2 separate regions of the Mus musculus genome follow, and region 1 is linked to region 2. Evidence: chromatin contacts called from public HiChIP or PLAC-seq data. All regions are on one chromosome and are shown on one strand. The core of a region is the stretch at or near the end of the contact, and the rest is flanking DNA. Distances in the headings are between cores, read along the strand shown.

Evidence for each region. HiChIP or PLAC-seq counts read pairs in DNA pulled down with a chosen protein or histone mark.
Region 1: a contact with region 2 is called in a RAD21 HiChIP or PLAC-seq map of pro-B cells, with 6 times the contacts expected there. The contact joins the enhancer-like site here to the promoter of Fahd2a in region 2. A contact is called at or near these places in 6 of 39 promoter capture datasets (the 3T3-L1 cell line, the C10 cell line, the HPC-7 cell line and 3 more), 2 of 15 datasets of contacts at CTCF or cohesin (pro-B cells and stem cell-derived epiblast-like cells), 35 of 484 Hi-C or Micro-C datasets (the 63-12 cell line, B cells, CD4 T cells and 17 more) and 3 of 115 datasets of contacts at active chromatin or transcription factors (embryonic stem cells, large pre-B cells and stem cell-derived neural progenitor cells).

The regions. Positions count from the first base shown.
Region 1 is chr2:127,161,759-127,167,190 of GRCm38.p6, reverse strand. No RefSeq gene overlaps it. Among named protein-coding and RNA genes, the nearest start is that of Itpripl1, 21 kb to the right of the region's middle. Within about 2 kb of position 1,335, at least 17 of the 459 cell types and tissues checked have an H3K27ac peak or open chromatin away from gene starts, as enhancers often do. A contact at or near this core is called in the 63-12 cell line and pro-B cells, where this site is marked.
Region 2 is chr2:127,441,377-127,446,205 of GRCm38.p6, reverse strand. It overlaps Fahd2a (fumarylacetoacetate hydrolase domain containing 2A), which reads left to right and starts at 1,641. Exons shown (of 8, transcript NM_029629.2): 1 at 1,641-1,789; 2 at 4,082-4,332. The coding sequence starts at 4,088.

The DNA of each region.
Region 1 (5,432 bases), core at 86-2,585, 280 kb after region 2:
CATTCCCATTTTTTTGGCCCTGGCATTCCCCTGTACTGGGGCATATGAAGTTTGTGTGTCCAATGGGCCTCTCTTTCCAGTGATGGCCGACTAGGCCATCTTTTGATACATATGCAGCTAGAGTCAAGAACTCCGGGGTACTGGTTAGTTCATAATGTTGTTGCACCTACAGGGTTGCAGATCTCTTTAGCTCCTTGGATACGTTCTCTAGCTCCTCCATTGGGGGGCCCTATGTTCCGTCCAATAGCTGACTGTGAGCATCCACTTATGTGTTTGCTAGGCCCCGGCCTAGTCTCACAAGAGACAGCTATATCAGGGTCCTTTCAGCCAACACTTGCTAGTGTATGCAATGGTGTCATCGTTTGGAGGCTAATTATGGGATGGATCCCTGGATATGGCAGTCTCTAGATGGTCCATCTTTTTGTCTCAGCTCCAAACTTTGTCTCTGTAACTCCTTCCATGGGTGATTGTTTCCAACTCTAAGAAGGGGCAAAGTGTCCACACTTTGGTCTTCGTTCTTCTTGAGTTTCATGTGTTTTGCAAATTGTATCTTATATCTCGGGTATCCTAAGTTTCTGGGCTAATATCCACTTATCAGTGAGTACATATCATTTGAGTTATTTTGTGATTGTGTTACCTCACTCTGATTCTCTTTAAGATCTGAGCTGCCTGCTGTAAATTTCATTTAAAAGTGGCAACAGAGCAATTTTCAGGACAAGCCTGACATCTAGTGGTTGATGTTGTTAAGTTAAAATACAGATCTTTCACCACAGATAGGAAGAAACAGGTTATTTGAAGCTAAAAGTGAGTGACCATGCCAGTGAATGTAGATTCAGCCTTCTCCAAAAAGCTAAGGTTCCCCCATTAGTATATAACATTCATGGTCACAGAAAAAAATATTTCAGAGTCAATGCAAGCATCAGATATAGTAGAGAGACTCTACTATAGATTTTATTTGCTGTCTTACAGCCAGCAGGGCTTAGGGTTAGAGGGAGTTTGTGGCTTCCTCCAAACACTGTAAATGTTTGGCCTGAAGGCCACAAGGATGCATGGGTACATAAAGACTAGACTAATAGATGGAAATGACTCATGATGACCAAAGACAGTATTTGCTTCAACAATAAAACTCCACTTCTCAGAATCATCAAGTTCCAATCAGTCACTCAGTACTTAAAACCTTCAAAACAGATTTGACATTTCCAGAAAACCTAGTTTCACAACTGAAAAGGAAGCCATATTCAAAACCCAGAGCCACAGCAGGCATTCAAATAGAGACAGCACGATAAGAAAGGAGTTAACATTCATGCAAGAGAACACAGTGACCTCAGCATATCCCAGGGGATTCTGTCTTTCGACATTTTTGTCACTTCCTCTTCATCACAATGCAGAATATCTGACCCTGCTTATGTTTTGTCATTTAAAAGGCCTCAAAAAGTTACATATTATTCTCGAATCTTTTTACTAAAAGTAAATGCAGTGTGTACGTGTAGAAAATCTGGGCTTGGCCAGGAGATCATCACAAATGAAAGCTGTCTCAACTGAAGCCGTCCTATGAAAATGGGAGGAGCAATTATATCCCTAATGCTTCCAAACGCCCCTGCTAAAGACTGTCACTTCCAGCTTTCCCTAATGAGTACAAGGCCTGCTTAGAGTTTTCAGTCCTTTCTCATTCTATTTCTTTGCAGTAAGTACCAGCCCCTGCTCTGTGAAGTATTCCTATATCCCTGAACACTCTGGAATTCCTGTCACATGCTCTGAAGCCTCTAGACCTGGTCCTACCACATGGCTTACTTGCTGGACTCCACAGCAGAAGACTTTCTCCCAGCCTCTTCAAGCTCTTGCTGGAAACTGTTTTTCTGTCTGTCCCTCACACTTGAAGAAAGTTATGCCAGAGCTTCTTTTAATTCTGTTCCTAAATTCTTTTTGGCAGGAATTTAAAACCCCAAGAAGAGGAGCCCTAACACTCCTAGCAATGCCCTCATAGCGTGAGCCTAAATAAAGCTCTTCCTCCCTCAAAGCGCCTCTTGTCAGGGCATTTGTCTCAGAGAAATGGACAGTAACAGATAAAGAGAATCCCAATGGGACTAAGAAGTGGGAAAAAGCCACTTTGGGTTGTGCCAGCTCTGAGAAGTCACTAATACTCTGATCTCACAGGCAGCCATTGTGCGGAATGACAGACAGTATAATGAACTCTCTGGGGCTAGTTTGTGTCCTGTACAGAGAGCTGTTTGGTGGTGATCTGTAAGAGTTGGTGGTTGGATTGGATTTGGACTTTGATGGTTGTTTGGACCTCGGCATTGTCCATCAGGTACACTTCCAGATAGTGAATTCTTTCCTGCTGTTTTCTTTGCGCAAGCTCAGAGGTCTAGATTTCTGTTTATGTGACTTTATCCATTTGGGGGCTTTGTTTTTCTGTTTTGTCTTCTTGATTAATTCATTTTTCTTCTTGCCCTAACTTCTACCCATCTTTGTTTCTTCCTCGCATGTTTCCTCCCCACTCTCTCTTTTCCCTTCTCTTGCTCTCTCTCTTTCTCTTTCTTTCTTTCTTTCTTTCTTTCTTTCTTTCTTTCTTTCTTTCTTTCTTTCTAGCTTTCTTTCTACCTTTCTGTCTTATTTTCCTTCAGTTTCTTTGCTTTTTTGAAACTAACTTTCTTCTCTGTGTGGCACTGGCCATCCTGGAACTTGCTCTGTAGCCTGGGTGATGTTCAAACACATATTCAACTAATCATCCTTCTGTCTGTGCCCTGTAGGAAAGTTCATTCTGGTCTGCAGTCCAGGATATCCTTGGACCAGTTCACTGCTCTGTGTAGGACTCACAGCCCCTGGAAAACAATCATGCAGTGCTGGTGATTTCCAAGGAAACTGAGAAGAAACAACAGGCTTGAGAGAACCTTCTGGGCACAGTCAGAATGTCAGTCCAAGATGCCTGACTCCAGGTGTACCTATGAGATGATGGGATAGTGGCCCTGCTAGCAGAAGAGAAAAGCAGGAGGACCTGACCTACTGCACGTATCCAAGAGATATGTAGCTGACCCGGTTAGAGGCAGCAACAGAAGACCGAGAAGTAGTGAGGGTACATCTGGAGTCCAGAAGTGAATACAGAGATGACATCAACAACTCATTTGGACAGTTCTGCTGCAGGACCCCATAGCATCCGTCAGGATGCACAGTCACAAAGAGAGAGATCCTGAAGTCCTCACAAATCTACCAGCACTAGTCTCTGTTCATGTTGAATTTACACTTGAGTCATGTTTGGTTTTAGATATCTGCTTGGAAACACACACACACACACACAGAGAGAGAGAGAGAGAGAGAGAGAGAGAGAGAGAGAGAGAGAGAGAGAGAGAGGCAGAGAGGCAGAGAGGCAGAGAAGGAGAGACCAAGAGACAGAAGGAGACAGAGAGATAGAGACATAATGCCACTGCATTTAATGCCCCTCATGCACAGTCGATACTAGTGAGGTTTGCTTGAAATGCAGAGCAGTAACATCACAAGCAAGGTAATTTCATATGTTGTATGACTCCCACTTCTGGAAATGCCTAGGTCTCCCTCCAAATCAGTTTTAGCTTGTCTGCACCCTCATCTGAAACATGGGCCATCTGCTCAACCGCTTCATAGGAGACATGGGAAGTCAGTATGGGGCTTGCTCCCTGCTAGGTTGGTCTAGGACATCCAGCCATGTTCAAGACAAGGCTGACCTACTAATTGTCTTATGAGGAGATCCAAAGTGAGGGCTGAGGACCTTGCCACTTGAGTCCAGAGAAAGTGTGGTAACCAGTGTTACAGTGGGCAGGGAAATGTGGATGGGAAACCATGCTGAGATCTTCTGATCTGACTTTGTGGGCTTCCCTCTGGGTGGCTCCTGGTGACTTTCCACATTCCCTCCAAGTGAAGAGACCCAGAGACCCTCAAATGGGGTTAAAGAGGAACTGGATTCCCCTATCTTTTGACCCCCAAAACTGTAGTGCAAACTATTTTGCGAATATTGATCAGTTTTACCACAAAGCTGGCACCTGATATCCACATGACCTGGCTTCCTCTGCTGCCCATACTACTGTGTTGTTGTTGTTGTTGTTGTTGTTGTTGTTGTTGTTGTTGTTGCTGCTGCTGCTCCTGCTGCTGCTGCTGCTTCATTGTTATGTCCATTGCAGGCTAGGAAAGGCCAGGTGCTTCTGGAGCCAATCAATGAACATTCCAAAGCCCAGTGCTGTGGAAAACACAGAAAACACCAGGAACCTCATCAAAAGGGAACAGGGCTTGCAGCCAATCTTACCCGCAGGCACTTGGAGAAGGGCCACCTCTTTGAGCACAGGCACCTATGTAGAAGAGAGTCACACAGGTGATATTTCCTGGTTCAGGCCATCTAGCAGGGGTGGTCATTTAGTGGGGGTGATGCACAACTGGACTTTAAAAATTCTTACAAAAAAAAAATACCAAAACAACCCTTTTTATTCAGATCTCCCTGCTGAAAGATACTCCTGCTGACTGACAAGGAGGTAAGGGCAAAGTCAGACTCACAAGTGGGTGGACTGAGAAGAATAAGAAATGAAAAACTTGTTCTGATCCCAGAAGCACCTTTCACTTATACTGACCCCCTGTTGTGGGAAAACACTGAGGCAGCTTGAAGAACTTCCTCCCTGGAGACAGTTTCTCTCTGTCCAAGCAGGAGCCATGTAATCAGGATAGGGGGCTTCTTAAGTTCCCTCCATCTGCCACCTCCACTGCAGTGCATATGGGACAAGGAGAGTCAGCAGGTACTACTGCCCTCTGTAACCGAAGCAGGGAAACCTCTTCCCTAGAAAGAAGACTCAAGAGAGACTGCCACCTGCAAGGGCCAGACATGCAGAACAGTGCCACTTATGTTGGGGGCTCTTTATGTTGGTACCACACACAGCAGAGGCACCAGCCAATCCCTGTAGAACTGAACCATTTTCAAGGGACCCAGAGTCTGAAAGCTGAGTGGTTTTGCTGATTTTAGGCATTGTGTATCTGGGTGAAGATCGGCTACCCAGGATGTGCACAGAAAACTGGGCATCGTGCTGTACCTGCAGAAGTGTTACCAAGAGTGTTGCACACAGCCACCTGGAATAAATCTCCATATCTGCAGTACAAAGATAATTATTTTCTTTTCAAAAGAAATTTTATTGTCCACTTTGGGTGCCAAATGCCACCACTATTTCTTGACACATCATGTCATCATACCAGTAGCCCAGGTGACCAGAACCTGGGTTATTCACAATAATCCACCACACCCATTGCCTGCAGTGCATCTCTGACTTCTTGCCACTACACACTGCCTCATTTCCATCCTTAGGCCAACATCATTTTAGCATCTTGTGTTAGGTTCCTCTATTCTCCTTCGGTTAATGGCTTCCTTTGCTCAGGGTGTTACCATCCCATTTTACCCATCTTGACATAAATGACAGGATCTC
Region 2 (4,829 bases), core at 392-2,891:
GGAAGAATGTTGTCAACCCCACAAGCAGGCTAAGCAACCATGGAGTGATGAGTCCCAGGTTTGATGTGCAGCTCCAAGACCTAGAGCATAGCAAAATCGCCTGCTCCTGTCACATCGGTTTGGTTTCATTGTGCTGTCAACCTCAGCTGACATCATGAACTATGAAGAAGAAAAACAAAATCACACAGGAAGGAAAGCCCTGGTCTTTTTCTAGGATTGAAAACATTGGTGTTAAAAGAAAAAAGAAGTCAGGTGTGGTGGTGCATGCCTTTAATCCCAGCACTCAGGAGGCAGAGGCAGGCGGATTTCTGAGTTCGAGGCCAGCCTGGTCTACAGAGTGAGTTCCAGGACAGCCAGGGCTACACAGAGAAACCCTGTCTCAAAAAACCAAAACCAAAAAAAAAAAAAAAAAAAAAAAAAAAAAAAAAAAAGCCTCACTGGGAAAAAATAAGAGGAATCTAATAAAAGCCTGTGCTTCTTCCTGGGGCAATGGAAGCCTCGGATGCTCTGTCTGGACCTTGATTCACTTAGGAGGCTCCTTCTCAGAGTCCCCTTTACATTTTCATAGGCCAGAGGACTCGGGGTGTGGTTGTAGAGGATGTTTCCACCCGAATGCCTGCTGCCTGGACTTGCCCATCACCCCACACACACCCTTTTCCCCCTAAAATAAGGTTCGTGAAGAACAGGGTGCTGCTACAAGTAGGTGAAGTTGGTGAGCCCTGACAAGCCTAAAAAGTAGACAGGCCACCATCTGTCTTCACTGTGTGCATTAAAGAAAAAATGGTGAAAAGCTGGCTACGACTTTGCCAATGTGGTCACACTGGAAAGAAAAGAGAAAAGACAAGAAAGGAAAGGGGAAAAGGTTCAGTGACTCCCCAAAGTCCATCTTTGGAGTCCCGACATGAGGTTCAGATTCTCAAATAGAAAGCAAGTGGTGTACATAACTAAGCAGTCTTGGTCAAGGTGTGGTCTTGCCGGTTATTGATCCACCATTATCTCAGTTCCAGTCTATCCCACAAGATAGTCTGACCAGTTGCCAAATCTGTGATATAGCTTACTGGGTGACAAAACTCCTCCTCTAGCTGGCACACACAAGCTTCAGTCTTTTCTTTCCCCCAGCACACAAGATTCATGGGGGAAAGCCCAGTAGCTGAAGGAAGGACACAAGTGTCTTTTGCCTTCAGAATCGCTTCATACCTGCCAAGACAACTAAATAAGTGGTTGGACGAGCCCTTACTGGCTCAGGAGCCATCATGGGCAAAATCACTCCTAGCCTTTATGTTTTCTCCACGAATACAACACATATAGACATCCCTGTCCTTGGTGGGTCAACATTAGAGCACAAAACTACTTGTTACTGTCTACCAGAGTGCTTCCTGGACAACTATGAGTAGGTGCCTGGCCCAGAAGCAGCGCCTGGCCAGAATTAGAAGCTCAAAGGTCGGATGCGCTCTCTCCGAGCCTGGGTATCCCAGGGTCACCCTGGAGCCAGCCACGGTCTCCCCAAATGCACACACTAGGCACCTGCTGGAAGTTCTGTGGCTAAAAGAAGTACCTAACAGCAGGAGGGCGGACTTCCGGGAGGAAGCAGGTGTCCTCCTGGTGGCGACAGCTTCGTGACGTCACCATATCGCGACTGCGAAGGGGCGGTCCCTATATTCCTTGGAGAAGAGTTAAGTGCTTGCAGCGGTACTGGCTGTGGCTTCTCCGCCCTCCCCTCTTGTCCTGCGGCTCCGCAGGCGTCCGCTGACAGCGCAGGAAGCCGGACAAGTCCGGCTGCAACGACCAGGTAAACTGAGGCTAGGCCAACTCAGAGGGAGTTGAACCGGACGTTGGGAGCCGAGTGGCTGACCTCGGTTCCCAGATCAGCAGGGTCACACGCACGGCGCAGCGCCTCAAGCTGCCCATTGCTGTGCTGTTTGCTAAGGGACCTTTGTGCTGCGAGTCATAGTGATTCGAGAGAATGAAATAACCTGTGAGCGCCCGTCACAGATTCATCATCAGCGGGGCTTAGAGTTATCAGAGAGCAGGTGTTCTGCCTTACCTCCACGGCCATGACCATGGGCTGGTAGCAGTTAGGACCTGAGAGGAGTAGGCAGGATTGAAACTAGATTATCTTGCTTGAGAAGTATCTTGCTTTTGAATTAAGAACTTCAATGTCATCTAGACATGGATTCAAATGCCAATTTTCTTTTAGCTGTAAGACCCTTGAACCTTAGGCAAACCAAACCCCTCTTACCCTATCCAAGCCTTGGCTTGTTCATCTGTAAAACTGGACCAGCAGCACCTGCCAAGCCACCGTCAAGAGAATTATAGTAGACCTCACAAGTGAGACACTTGGCTTTCCCTGGGACAGTACTGTTTTAGTGTATGGTGTGACTGGTCACATATGCTGGACCAGCCTTTGGACTGTGGCATGGCGGTACTTGTGTAAAACGACAGAGCAGGAGATGGAAAGCCTTTGGTTTTCTGGCCAGACTTGCAAGCTGGCACTCTGGTGATCCTGAACAGGGTAGGTTGGCTCAACCAGGTGAGGACCAAGAGCCCTGAACTGACGGAGCTACGTCTAGCAGTCTCTCTCATTTTTAGTATAAAGACGTGTGTGTGTGTGTGTGTGTGTGTGTGTGCGTGTGCGTGTGCGCGTACGCGTACTTTAGTCTTTGAGACAGAGTTTTTCATTGGCCTGAAACTCAACAATTAGGCTAGACTGGCTGGCTAGCAAGCCCCAGGAATCTACCTGTCTCCACCTATCCGGCACTGGGATTACAAGCATAGACCACTGTGTACAAACTTTTTTATGTGGGTTCTGGGGATTTAACTGATCTTCAGGCTTTCAGTGGAAACATTTTACCAGCCATGCTGTCTTCCTAGCCCCACACTGGTTTTAAAAGAAAGCTATCCAGAAGGGAGAGGACTCTGACAGGGAATGAAGACCAGACCTAGATTAAGACAAAGAAAGGGAATGAGTGAGGATATAGAGTGCAGATTATCTGGGGAATAGCTCAAGCTAGCATGTGCCTTCCAGGCCGGCACCTGTACCATTAAAAACAAAGGCAGCACGATAATGAAGCTTAACTTTGGGTGGAGCCTGGAACTCATAGCAGGCCCTGAACCTTTTCAATGGTATCCAAGAGGTCTGGATCTGAAGAAGGAAGACATGGGCCACGTCCCAAAGTTGATCATCACTAGGCTTTTCCAAGAAGTGAAAAGTCAAGTCCCTTGCACCTTCCATCTGTTCAGTGGACAGAGGCAGTGCAAGCCTGTGTTCCATACACAGCAGCAACAGTGTAGGCTCAGTAGTTAAAGAGACAGACATTGCTACTGAACCCAGGGAGATAGCTAAGCAATGTGTGAAGCCAAGTATCTGGGCTCTTGGTGCCCTGAGTCTCCCTGTTCACCAGCAGCAGAAACTGGTACCTACTAGAGGTGATGGAGGGTAGCTCCTAAGCCAAGCTGGCTGGGGTTCTAGCTTGAGCATGTGAGCAGAAGAAAGTGTTTAACTCAAAAGGCAACAGGACCAAGTATTTTTAAAAGTTGCATGAGGTAGCTGGGAAGCCATTTCTAGCAATAGCCATTTGCCTAACTTGGGGCTGAGTCCTAGTCCTGCACACCTTAGCCTTCCCCAGTGAAGGGGGACATCCTCTAAAAGCTAGAGGTAGCGGCCTGGCCATCTTCATAACATCATCTCAACATCTGAGGCCTGTGTACATCAGTCGCTCATATCTGTTACCCCACATGCAAGACGGCAGGTCCGAGTTAGCCTGCTGTGTTTCCCACTTGCCTGCAGTGGTGGGAACTTTCAGGAAACACTGGTTGAGGCAAGGCTGGGATCCCCGGAGCTAGCTTAAAGCCTGGCCTAGTCATCTGTACTCTGGCTTTTTGAAGTATGACAGGGTGAAATGACCTGTGCGAGCACTTCCCAAGTGGCATGCTGGGACTGCTTGCTGGGGCAAAGGAGCGAAGGGATCTTCATGACGGTTTATAGTCTTCTGTCTCCTGTGGCTGCTTCTTTCCTTCATGAAGGGATCTTCATGACAGTTCTATAGTCCTCTGTCTCCTGTGGCTGCTTCTCTCCTTTTAGGCTTTGATGCTGGGCTTTGGGAGGAGGAGGCTGTTCTCAGCTCTGCTGCAGGTTCAGAAGAGGCCCTGTCAACCCTCCAGAAACATGAGACTGGTACAGTTCCAGGCACCTCACCTGGAAGAGCCTCACCTGGGTCTGGAGTCAGGGGTTGGTGGGGGAGTTGTAGACTTAAATGCTTTTGACTCAACACTCCCTAAGACAATGGTGCAGTTCCTGGAGCAAGGAGAGACCACCCTTTCAGTGGCAAGAAGGTAAGTAAGCAGGCAGTCTTGCCCTAGTTCCTCCCTCCTCCCATCCCCTTCTCCTGCCCCGAGAATCAGAACCAGAAGGTAGCTAGCTCCCCTGCAAAGGAGCAGGGGATCCCACTGTCTGTCTTTCATTTGTCCTTTTAGTAAAGAGCTAATAGAAATATAAATCTTTGCATTTTTGAGACAGGGTCTTGCTCTGTAGCCCAGGCGGGCTTTGAACTGGAGAGCTTTCTGCCTTAACCCCTTGAATGCTGGGACTGAATTAGAGGTGTATACGACCTTATAAAACAACACTTTCAATTTAAAGAGAGGGAAACTGAGGTTCAGAGGAGGTGATTAATTTATTTGATTGTGTAGTCAGGACCTTACCTCATTATATTGGCTGTCAAGAGGCTAAGTCCCTCCCACTGGAGGAGCCTGGCACAAGGCCCTAAAGAACCCTCTTGGGAAGATGTAGGTGTGGTTTAGACTATTAAAGAGATTCCTCAAGTTTGTGCTAC